Regions from separate parts of the Mus musculus genome. Here region 1 is linked to region 2. A link is a contact called in public HiChIP or PLAC-seq data. All regions are on one chromosome and are shown on one strand. Each heading gives the region's core, a stretch centred on a gene start, on an enhancer-like site or on the middle of the called end of the contact. The rest is flanking DNA. Distances are from core to core; before and after follow the strand shown. Region 1 has its middle 19 kb from the start of Dusp5. Region 2 has its middle 13 kb from the start of Mirt1.

Evidence for each region. HiChIP or PLAC-seq counts read pairs in DNA pulled down with a chosen protein or histone mark.
Region 1: a contact with region 2 is called in a CTCF HiChIP or PLAC-seq map of CD8 T cells, with 5 read pairs. The contact joins two enhancer-like sites. A contact is called at or near these places in 1 of 39 promoter capture datasets (pre-B cells), 1 of 15 datasets of contacts at CTCF or cohesin (CD8 T cells), 6 of 484 Hi-C or Micro-C datasets (the HL-1 cell line, the N1E-115 cell line, Th1 cells and 3 more), 8 of 115 datasets of contacts at active chromatin or transcription factors (the HPC-7 cell line, bone marrow-derived dendritic cells, double positive thymocytes and 5 more) and 3 of 9 other capture datasets (adipose tissue, liver and pancreatic islet).

Annotation. Positions count from the first base shown.
Region 1 is chr19:53,545,436-53,550,844 of GRCm38.p6, forward strand. No RefSeq gene overlaps it. Among named protein-coding and RNA genes, the nearest start is that of Dusp5, 19 kb to the left of the region's middle. Within about 2 kb of position 2,311, at least 36 of the 459 cell types and tissues checked have an H3K27ac peak or open chromatin away from gene starts, as enhancers often do. A contact at or near this core is called in CD8 T cells, where this site is marked.
Region 2 is chr19:53,475,349-53,481,163 of GRCm38.p6, forward strand. No RefSeq gene overlaps it. Among named protein-coding and RNA genes, the nearest start is that of Mirt1, 13 kb to the left of the region's middle. Within about 2 kb of position 4,448, at least 79 of the 459 cell types and tissues checked have an H3K27ac peak or open chromatin away from gene starts, as enhancers often do. A contact at or near this core is called in CD8 T cells, where this site is marked.

The sequences.
Region 1 (5,409 bases), core at 1,061-3,560, 68 kb after region 2:
GTATGTGTGTGTGTGTGGTGGTGGTGGTGGTGGTGGTGGGGTGCTGCTTACTGGCTTGCTCATCATGGCTTGCTCAGCCTGATTTCTCATAGAACCCAGGACCACCAGTCCAGGGATGGCTCCACCCACGATGGGCTGGATGTTTCCCCATTAATCACTAGTTAAGAAAACACCCTAGATCTCATAGAGGTACGTTTTTCTCAATTGAGGTCCCCCTCCCTCCTCACACACATACTTTCAGATAATTCTAACTTATGTCAAGTTGGCATAAAACTAGCCAGTTTAGACATAGATGTTATATGGACATTTCCTGGGTTTTCTTATGAGACATGGAAGCAGGGACTATTAACAGAAAATCATACAAGGAAAACTGGGCATACTTAGCTCCTCCTCCTCCTCCTCCTCCTCCTCTCTCCTCTTTCCTGGCTTTCTGTCTGATACAGCATCAGTTACTGAGAAGTACACATGTCCAACTAACCCTGGAATTTGAATACTTCTCTTTCTGGTTCTGTTGGTGTTGGCTTCATGAATGCTGAAGTTTTGCTTGATGTGTCTTCTGGATAAATTCACCCCTTCATTATTATTAGGAAATGCCCCTGTAATATTCCTTAAAATGTTTAGATCATGGTCGATATTACATTCGTGTTTTCATGGTACACACAAACACACACATATTGTACCTATGTATGTGCCTAGATGCCTGTGTGTCATAGGGAGAATCTTGCCATGTTACTCAAACTGGATAAACTTGTAATCCTTCTGTTCTCAGCCTCCTGAGTAGTTAGAGCACAGGCAGGTCTCACATGCCTGGCATGACATGAACATTTGACTTTAGGCATTAACATTTAACATTCTTTTAAGATACTTTCATTTCATGCGTATAGGTGTTTTGCTTCTATGTATGTACATACGTGCACCACACTCATGCCGTGCCCTCTGAAGCCAAAAGTGGGTGTCAGACACCCTGGAACTGGAGTTACAAATGGTTGTTAGCCTCCATGTGGTTGCTAGGAATGGAACCCCAGTTCTCTGCAGAGCAGCTGTGCTCTTTAATTGCTGAGCTGTCTCCCCAACCCTGTTGCTTTTATGTTGGTTTTGTTTTGAGAAAGAGTCTATGTAGACCTGTCTGTGCTGGAGCTTGCTGTATAGACCAAGCTAGTCTTGAACCTAGAGAACTGCATGCACTTGCCTCCCTCCAGATGCTGGGATTAAAGTCACGTGCCGCCATGCCCAGGTCAGCCCCTTTACTTTTAACTTGTGTATTTATATTTGGAGGGTTTCTGGGGGTGTTTGTTTTGTTTTGTTTTGTTTTGCTGTTCCTGGTCACTGTTGTTTTACAGGAAAGCAAATGTTGGTCCTGGTGTGTACCTACCAGGCAGGGGATCTCACCGCTGGTGTGCGCCAGGCAGGGGATCTCACCGCTGCTGTGCACCAGGCAGGGGATCTCACCGCTGAGATTGGTCCTTGGCCCTCAGAGTTATTCTGTAACAAATAGTATGACTTTCTTTCCTCTTCTGAACTACTTATGTTAAATCTTCCACGTGCTATTTGTCTTCTGTTTATGTCTTGTCTATTTACCTTCTTTTACATACATTGACTATTTACATGATTTCATATTTTCTTTATGCATCAGCCCTGGTTGGTCTGATCTCTCTATGCAGATCAGGCTGGCCTTGAACTCACAAGCACTGAGATTAAGATCTGTACTACCCAACCTGGTTATATATTATATAAGATGAATCATAATATAATATAGTTTAGCTAAGATTTACAATACACTCCTTATCATTAATTTCAAACAATGCCACCTCTGTACTCTGTGAGAATGAAAGACATAGCAGTCCCCCATGTGACTCCCTTCTTTAAAAGTACGTGCGATTGTTGTAATTAATTTTAATTCGCCTTGATATATTATAAACCCACATTGCTATAAACAGCTGATAATAATTAAGATGGATTTTTAATGTAGAAGAGAAGCGTTCCTAGACCTTCAGTGGCTAAGTGGGTGGTCCAGGGAATATGGGTATGATCTTACTGCTACATTTTGGGGTGGGGGTACTTCTATTGAAAGTGCCATACAGTCCTCAAGTCCCAAGAGGCCACAGCTTCACCAGGCTGTCTTTGGTCTGTTGGTCACTGCCCATCGAGTAGACAAGGCTGGCCTAGCCTCCATGGCTTTCCTCTTAGTCTTCTTCCCTTACCCATGCCTGCTGCAACCTCAAGCTCCTTTTAAAGGTTACTGGGCAGGGCCTTCCTGCTGTGGAAGAGCTTGGTGGCTCGCGCTTCCTCTGCCCTTTCTATATGCAGACACATGACCGCGGCTTCTGTGTGTTTTCTCTTAAGCCTGCTGTGACCCACAAGGGAGCTATAGCTGCTTTGTCCTTTCTCACAGAACAGGCCACGTGACCCTCTGCTCTGTGTTTCATGTGAGTTTGCTTTGACTACATCACGTCAATCAATCAAGGCAGTCAGTCAGGGTCGAGAGCATAGGCTGGGGTCAGGGGCTTGGCTTCTCCGTCCAGCTTTTCTGATTTCTAATTAGGTATGTGTGTGCCTGTGTCTGTGTACATGAGTGTAGCTGCCTGTGGTGGCCAGAGACGACAGATTCCCTTAGAGCTGGAGTTATATGCTGTTGTGAGCCTTTCTAACACGGGTGGTGGGAACTGAACTCGGGTCCTCTAGGATAGCCTTGTGTGCTCTGAGCCATCTATCCAGCACCCATTTCTTCCTTCCTTTTCTTATTTTGTCTTTTCTTTGTCTTCCTTCTTTTCCTCTTTCTCCTCTACCTCCTCTTCCCTCTCTCCTTCTTTCTCTTCCCCTTCCTCCTCCTCCTATTCTTCCTCCTCCTCTTCCTTCTCCTCTTCCTCCTCCCCCTCCCCCTCCTCTTTCTGTTTTTAGTGCTGAGGGTTGAATCCAGAGCCTCGCGCTTCCTAGGCGAATGCTTTCACTGTACTCTACCCCGAGCCTTCCTTCCTTTTGCTTCTTTTGAGACAGGGTCTCGCTGAATGCCCCCAACTGGCCTTGAATTCACTCTGTAGCCTATTCAGGTCCTGAGTTTGGGAATCTCCTGCCACAGCCTTGTGAGTTTTGCAGGGATAGCAGGTTATTAGGCCTGGGCTGCCCCTCCTGTGGCACCTCCTTAGGTAGGTTCTGTAATGACTTTGGGCTTGTAGCTTCTTGGCAGGAAAGTAAGGGGATTGAGTTGGATGACTTCAGTGGCTCCGTCAAACAGCAGCCTTCCAGGACTCTGTGTTAGTGGCCTTGCTCACAGCTAATGAGCACCTACCCTGGCAGCACAGCTAAGGTTTATTTACTTTAATAATATTTATCAAAACCACAGAGCTCACTTCACACTCATATATCATCCCTGCCTTCCTGTTTATCCCAAAGGTTATCTTTGCAAACGGCCCTTTGGGTTTATAAAAGCACCCCTGTGCTCACCGCATATGCTTAAGTGAGCGAAAAGCAAGCTGTAAAACTGTGACTCCCATCTCACCATCTCACCGACAGTGCCTACAAATTTGTGCCGTATGCATTTTTAAATTTTGACTTCATGTACGAATGTAGAATATTTTAAATATTTTCATGTGGATACAGTTTATAAATATAAGTATTTGTGATTGTGTTTATATAACCTGAAAGGTTCCTAGTATAATATCACATTGCCTTTCCTTTCTTCTTTCTTCTTATGTAAAGGACACCGTAGCACATGGACAGTGCAATCTAATCCCTGGGAAGTCAACCTCAACTTCCCAGCCGCCCTCACTTCCCTCATTAAGCCCAGGTCAACCTCACACTTACTGTGAGGCCAAGGATAACTCTGAACTCTGGATCCTCCTGCTTCTACTCCCAATACTGGGATTCCAGGTGAGCAACATCTCTCTGGCTTTAGGGAGTGCTGGAGTCAGAACCCAGGACTTCCTGCATGCTGGGCAAACACCCTGCCAACCAACTGGAGCCCCAGTTCCTATGGCTGAATGGTGACATAGCTGCGTACTCCCCTCCACACCCCAACTACCCTGGGTGCTGGGGATTGGTCCTAGAGCCTCATGTACTGGGTAAGTACTGTATCATGGAAATATGTTCCCTAGTCTGTTTTGTTTGTTTGTTTGTTTGAGACAGGGTCTCACTAAGTTGTCTAAGCTAGCCTTGAATTCACTCAGTAGTCTATGGCCCAGGCAGGCTTTGAACTTTTAACCATCCTCCCTCTGCCCATCTTGCCCATCTTGCCCCTCTGCCCCTCTTGCCCCTGCCAGGGAGCTGGAATTGTGGGGCTGGGGTACCAGGCCCAGCTCTTTTGTCACTCTTTGTGTGAGCTAGTCTCAACGTATTTCCAAGGTTGAACTTAAAAGTTTTATTTTATTATTAATGTGTATGCATGTATGAGTATGTTCTCATCAGTGCCAGTGTCTGAGACCAGAGGGTTCAGCTAGCATTGTAGCTGAGAACTTACAGGGGGTTGTGAGCCCGGATGGATTCTGCGGGGTGGAACTGGGGTCCTCTGCAGAATCAGAACATGTGCCTAACGGCTGGACCGTCTCTGCAGCCCAGCAAGGTTGGTTCTGAACTCAGTTAAAATGACGGACCCATCTCAGCCTCCTAAGTAGCTGGAATTAAAGTATACCATCATACCCAGCTTTGTTTGTTTGTATGTATATATGTATGTATGTATATGTATGTGTATGTGTATGTGTATGTGTATGTGTATGTATATGTATATGTATGTATGTATGTATATGTATATGTATATATATATGTATATGTGTATATATATCCTTTATACAATAATTTTTGCTCAGGGGAACTGTTTATTTTCTTAGATATACTAAAGTCACATAAACCAGTAAATACTATTTCCATTGCACCCAGAACCTTGGTGACCCCTCAACTTTGTCCCTGATGCTTTCTCTCAGGTTACCCATGTGCTTTGGAAGAGGGTCCAGAGAGCACAGGACAGAGCAGTGTCCTCCCTGGACCATCAGCCTCAGTTTTCTAGCCACTGCCCCCTTCCCCATCTCCATTCACCTGCCTCCTAGGTTTTTGTCTTTTGGGCTCAATGGAGACCAGCAGTATCCTCAGCTGCCCTTCCTACCTCCAGTCTCTCCCCTGTAGTCAATCTTGTACACCAGCATTCATCTATTTATCGGGAGACTGGATCAGCGGGAATTGTCATAGCCAAGGCTCCAGGGTCCCATGGAAAAACCATGAAAAACCTCTACCCCAAGGACCTTGTAGTTGCTGGGGAGGTAGAAGCTATATGCACAGGGGAAGGGCTGGGAGGGAATCAGAAACTACACATCTAGACAGGACGGTGAAGCATCTAGTCAAGCATCACCATGGGGCCGAGAGCCCAGGGACAGAAATAGTGGTGCCATGATTCCATTTATCAATCTATCTACGCATCCCGCA
Region 2 (5,815 bases), core at 3,198-5,697:
GGAAGAGCGGGCTCACGGGTGAGCAGCCCTCCCATGGAAAGGTAGAAGGTAAGAGGGAGAGGAGAGGAGGAGGGGAGGGGAGGGGAGGGGAGGGGAGGGCAGTCAAGGGCAGAAAGACAGGTCCCCTTGGGCGGGCAGGTGCTGTGACTGGGGTTCATCTGGCTCTAAGGCACAGCAGATGCAGGCAGGCAAGGCATTTGGGGCCAAGAGAAACTGTCCCCAGTGGGAAGTGCTAGAGTGGTTCCAACACAGAGGTGGAGTGGCCAGTTTTGTTCTTCAAGAACTCTTCTTGTTGAGGCAAGCTGAAGATTAGCATAGCCAGTGCGAGCCTGTCACACTTTGCCTGTCACACAGAGCTGTTAGCCGTGGTGGGACTGGTGGGGCTGCCTTCCTCCCTCAGTTTGTTGACATGTATTTGTTTGTTTTTAAATATTTTACTTACTTATTATTATATGTAAGTATACTGTAGCTGTCTTTAGCTACTCCAGAAGAGGGAATCAGGGAGAGATGGTTGTGAGTCACCATGGGGTTGCTGGGATTTGAACTCAGGACCTTTGGAAGAGCAGTCAGTGCTCTTGACCGGTGCAGGTGCGTTGCCTGCCTGTGTGTCTGTGCACGACGTATGCACAATGCCCAAGGAGGTCAGAAGAAGGAGTTGGATCCCCTTGGAAGTGGAGTTCCAGGTGGTTGTGAGGCACCTTGTGGGTGCTGGGAATCAACCTGGATCCTCTAGAAGAGCAGTCAGTGCTCTTCAGCTCTGGGCTCTCTCTCTCCAGCCCCTGGGCATTTAAAAATAGTGCGTTTGCTCTGTTTGGGGGAAAATGAAGGAATGAGTGTTGGGGATGAGGTTCAGTTGGTCCACGGCTTGCTTCACAGACACCAGCCCTGGGTTTAAGTCCTACCACCGCATAAACTAAATGTGGTGGTGCAGCTTGTAACCCCAAAACTCAGGAGGGTTAGAAGTTCAAGGCCACCTCTGAGTACACAAGGCACTCTAGTCACCCTGGAGTATATGAGATCCTGTCTCAAAAATAAAAACGTGGGTTATAACACTCTTAAGGATTATTAAACTGCTTAGGACACAGATGGGATGGGTGCAGTGAGGCCTGCGAGCCCCTGTCTGTATGGATTGTGCGCAGGCAGGTGCTGTGGGGTAGACCTGAGGTTTGGGGATGGTAAGCTGCATTTAGGATCTACTGCCTCTCTCGCCTGTGAGAGGACATCTCTGTTTCCTGTGCCTGGGGAACCTGTTCTTCCAAACTGAAGAAAGAGAGAGGCTAAAAAAAAAATCCAACCCCAAATCAGCAGGAGCCACCTCCATGCCAGTCCCATGTGCCCCTCTGAGCAGCCCTGGGCACTGACGCTTCTCCTCAGGGAGTCTTGCTCTCAGCCTGCTGCCAAGCACCGAGACTGTGGGGAGCGCTCTGTTGACAGTGCCCAGCAACCAGGGCTGGGTATCAGTGGGAGATTAGAGTCCCCAGGAGGAAAGTCCTGCCCAAGGCGCCCCCATCTCAGAGAGAATGCTGATAGGATCTTAGGGTTGGGTCTTTCCAGGGAGACTGCCTGCGCCTCCAACAGCATGAGGACTTGTAGGGCACTGACCTCCGCGCCCGCCCGCTGTTGAGCAAGCCTAGTGTTGTCACAAGGATGAGGGAGTAGAATGGGATCCACACACATCCTCTTCCTGGATCCCACGGCCAGCGATATATCGTCCTCTGGGAGGGAAGCCAGTGCTCTTTCAGAGAACCCAGAGTCCAGCAGAGCCCACAGTCTAAGCAGGGCAGGGCTTAGGCCACCTCACGCCCCCAGGCAGACACAGTGCGGGACAGTCTAGATCTCAGACACGGGAGGTCATGGAAAGAAGTGCAGGGACTTCACACTCTTATCTGCCTCAGTTTCCTCTCTTGGAAAAGATGAGATGATATAGCCTCTGCCTCTGACCATGGCTACAGGGCTAACTGGCAGAGCCTGTTGTACAGCTCCCCTCCCCCACCTCTGTGACCTATTGCCTCTCCTCCCCTCCACCTACACCTTTCCTGTGTCTGGAGAGCCAGACTCGGCCCCAGTGGCCAGGGGACAGTTTCTGAGTAGATCAGTTCCCTCTCTAGATTTCAGGTTCCTTGTTTTCTGAAACTGGGGACTCTGTGCAAAGGTCAAGTGGCCACCTCAGATCCACCAGCAGTTCAGGTCTCATTGGAGATGGGACGTAACTTAGACGAGGATGAGGATGGACGAAGGGTAGGGAAAGGTTGTGGACATTGAGGAGAGCTGGGATGGTCGTCCTATGGAGGGCCAAGCGTCCGCAGTGGCTCTCTACCTTCCTAATGCTGCGACTCTTTACGACCGTTCCTCGTGTTCTGGTGACCTCCAACTGTAAAATTATTTTAGTTGCTAGTTCATAACTGCAATTTTGTCACTGTTATGAATCCTAATGCGAGTATTTTTGGAGATGGAGGTTTGTCGAGGGGGTCACGACGCACAGGTTGAGAACCGCAGAGGGAGATTTGTGATGTCCAAACTCTCCTCCTTCTCTTCATGCTAGAAACCTTTCTAGGCCTCTTTTCAAAACCACCAGCACACGCATGCAGAGATATTCCCCAGAGCACACATGCCAAGGCTGGGACCGTTAACGAACACGGAAAGGCACCCAGAGTGCCGTGGAGATACTCAGATGATGCAGAAAAGCGAGTCACGGAGCTGACGGTCCACTGTGATCTCATTTGTTACGATACATGTTCAGCAAGTGGATGCGGTGTTTGCACACATACACACATACGCATAGAAGCATAGAAGTGAGGATTCTGAATCGCCTATGTGTGTGTAAATAGCCCCTCCCCCATGCTCATCTAAGCCAGTGTAGACAAACTTTCTGGATCACCAAAGCAAATAGACAAGAAGTGAGCTGGTAAAGCCGGACGTGGTGGCTGGCGCACGCCTTTAATCCCAGCACTCGGGAGGCAGAGGCAGGGGGATTTCTGAGTTCCAGGCCAGCCTGGTCTACAACGTGAGCTCCAGGACAGCCAGGGCTATACAGAGAAACCCTGTCTCAAAAAACAAAAAAAAAAAAAAAGTGAGCAGGTAACAGAGGGAGGGGCTGGGAGGTGTGTTCAGGTAGGTAAAGTTCCTGATGTACAAAATTCAGAGCTCAGAATCCTAGCGCCTACGTGAAAAGCAGGCACGGCACTGCACAACGCTCATGTCTCTGTCCCCAGTGCTTGGGGACAGAGACAGGCAGATCTCAAAGGCATCTGTGGGCCGGCAGGTTAGCCTAGATAGCGAATTCCAGCTTCCGTAAGAAACATTGTCTGGAAAAATGAGGAGGAGAGCAATGAAGAATGACTTCTTTCGTGGTGTAATCTCAGACCTTCACTCATTCCCACAAATGTACCCACACATACATGCACACACATGAAGAAGAGGAGAGGGATAATTGCTCTTGGAAAGGGCAAGAGTGGGAAATGGGAAGAATGTCATCAAGACACACTGCATAAATGTATGAAAATATTATAATAAACCCACTATGCATAATCAATATATGCTAACATATTTTTGAATCAAGTTCTCACTATGCAACCTAGCTGACCTGGAGCTAACTATGTCGTCCAGACTGGCCTTGAACCTATAATCTCCTGCCTCTGCCTCCCAAGTGCTGAGACTGCAGGTGTTCATGATAATGTCTGACCACCACCCCCCCCAAAAATCTTTACTTTTAATTGAAGAAAAATATCCTAGAAAGATACACAGTCCTTGCCAAGAGAAGTTTTCTCTAAGGCGGAAAGCATATGTGAAATTTTAATTTTTCTACTCTGTTCCACTTGACTTTCATAGACTTAGCAGATAGTCTATCTGAGTTAAAGGAGTCGAATGGTCAATTTTTCTCCATAGAGCAAACTTAGAAGAAAGTGAGACTAACCAGAACAAAGATCCATGGTGTGGGGTGGTGACTAAAGACATCTGATTGTGAAGACAGAGGTGTGACAAGGACAACCAGTCTCTTTTCCTAGTGTGCAGTGACAGTATTCATGCACACATCTACCCTCCTGTGCCTGGCTGAGGCCCGAGCATCTACTGCGCTGGGAAAGGAGGCCCGGGTGGGCTGGACTCTCAGGTATGGACTGATGACTTCTCTGGAAGTCATGAACATTTTGAGCATCCTTTTGTGCATCCTGGGATGGATACTCACTAAAGGAGTGAACAGGCAACCCTACATCATGCTGATGTCTACACTGTCACATTTTTCCGTGTCCTGTACCATGTATGCCATCTTGTCACACATCAGCCAGTGCAGTGAGGGGCCTCCGACCTTTACTTCTACTTTATAAATAAGGAAGCTGAGGCTTCGGAGGCTGTGCAACTCACTAAAGGTCAACTAGCCACAGAGGTCAAGGCTGAGGTCACAACACTCCCCCTGACTCTGGAACCCACCTCAGAACCACCACTCAGTGTCCCCCGGGACACATACAGAAAGAATATGCTCGCGATGTTTGTAGAGCATGACTTCTTGCTGAGTTACCGTTAGCCTGACCACAAATGCTTCTGAGGAAAATGCTGAGGCGTTGGAGGCGTGGTTGGTGGCAGGGCTTGGCATCAGAGGTCCCTAGGTTCCATTCTTGGTACTGAGAAGGGTGGGAGGAGAAGGGGGGAGGGAAAGAAGAGGGGAGGGGAGAGAAGGGGACAGGACATGGAAAAGGAGAGGAGGGGAGGGGAGGGGACCGAGGGGAGAAGAGCAGAGAATTGATGATGTATGTGATTGGCGTCAACTGAGCTGGGATACCTGATATTGCCCCTTGAGTGGCAACTGCCTAAGCAGGTTTAATTTGTTTAAACATTTATTTTTTGTGTTTTTATGTGGTGTGTGTGTGTGTGTGTTCATGCATTAATGCACGTGTGGAGGTCCCTGTAGGAATCAGTCCTTTCCGTCCATCATGTGAGTCTCAGATATTGAAGTCAGGTGGTCAGATGGGGGCAAGCAGCCTTACTCACAGTCATCTATGGGTCTACCTAAAAAGAAAGGAAAGGTGAAGAAAAAACTCCAGTCTACACTGTAGCTCTCAGCTCATCATGTGTTTGTGTGGTTCTGAAAGATCCAGGATGCTGGTGCCCACCTGTACTCCTGGTCCTCCGTGGGTTGGAGGAGGAGCATCGGATCCCAAGGTCAAGGCCAGTCTAAGCTACCTATGTAGATCTTCTCTACAACAACAAACAACCCGGAGAGTTGAAAGTAGCTGCTTCTGGAGAAGGACCAGTCATCTGTGAATGACTTAGATCTGTGCTCACTCATAACTTTGATTTACACTGAAAAGTAAACAAAATCCAAAGTAAAAATAAAAAGAGTTCTGACTCCAGCCAGGGAGGAAGGTGAGTGGCTATGGTCAAGACAATGGAGACCTGGGAGGTAGGGCTTCCTTGTTCATTACACAAACAAAAGCTAGCAGGGCCTGAAGCAGGCATTGGTGGCAAGGACATTAGGGTGGTGACTTCCTGGGCTAAGAATGTAGCTCCAATGGTGGAGTCTGCCTAGTATTTGCAAAGTCCTCCTGGGTTTAACTCCCAACATGATATAAAACTGGGTATTACAGCACATGTCTTTAATTCCTGCACTCGGGATGTAGAGGCGAAAGATCAGGGTACATATTAAATTTGAATTCAGCCTGGACTACCCAAGACTGTTTCAAAAGAATAAAGAAAGGAGGGTGTATGTGGGGTGGTGGTGGATGGTGGTGGCACATACCTTTAATCCCAGCACTGGGAAGACAGATGTAGACTGAGCTCTGTGAGTTTGCGGCCATTCTGCTCTACAGAGCGAGTTCTAGGA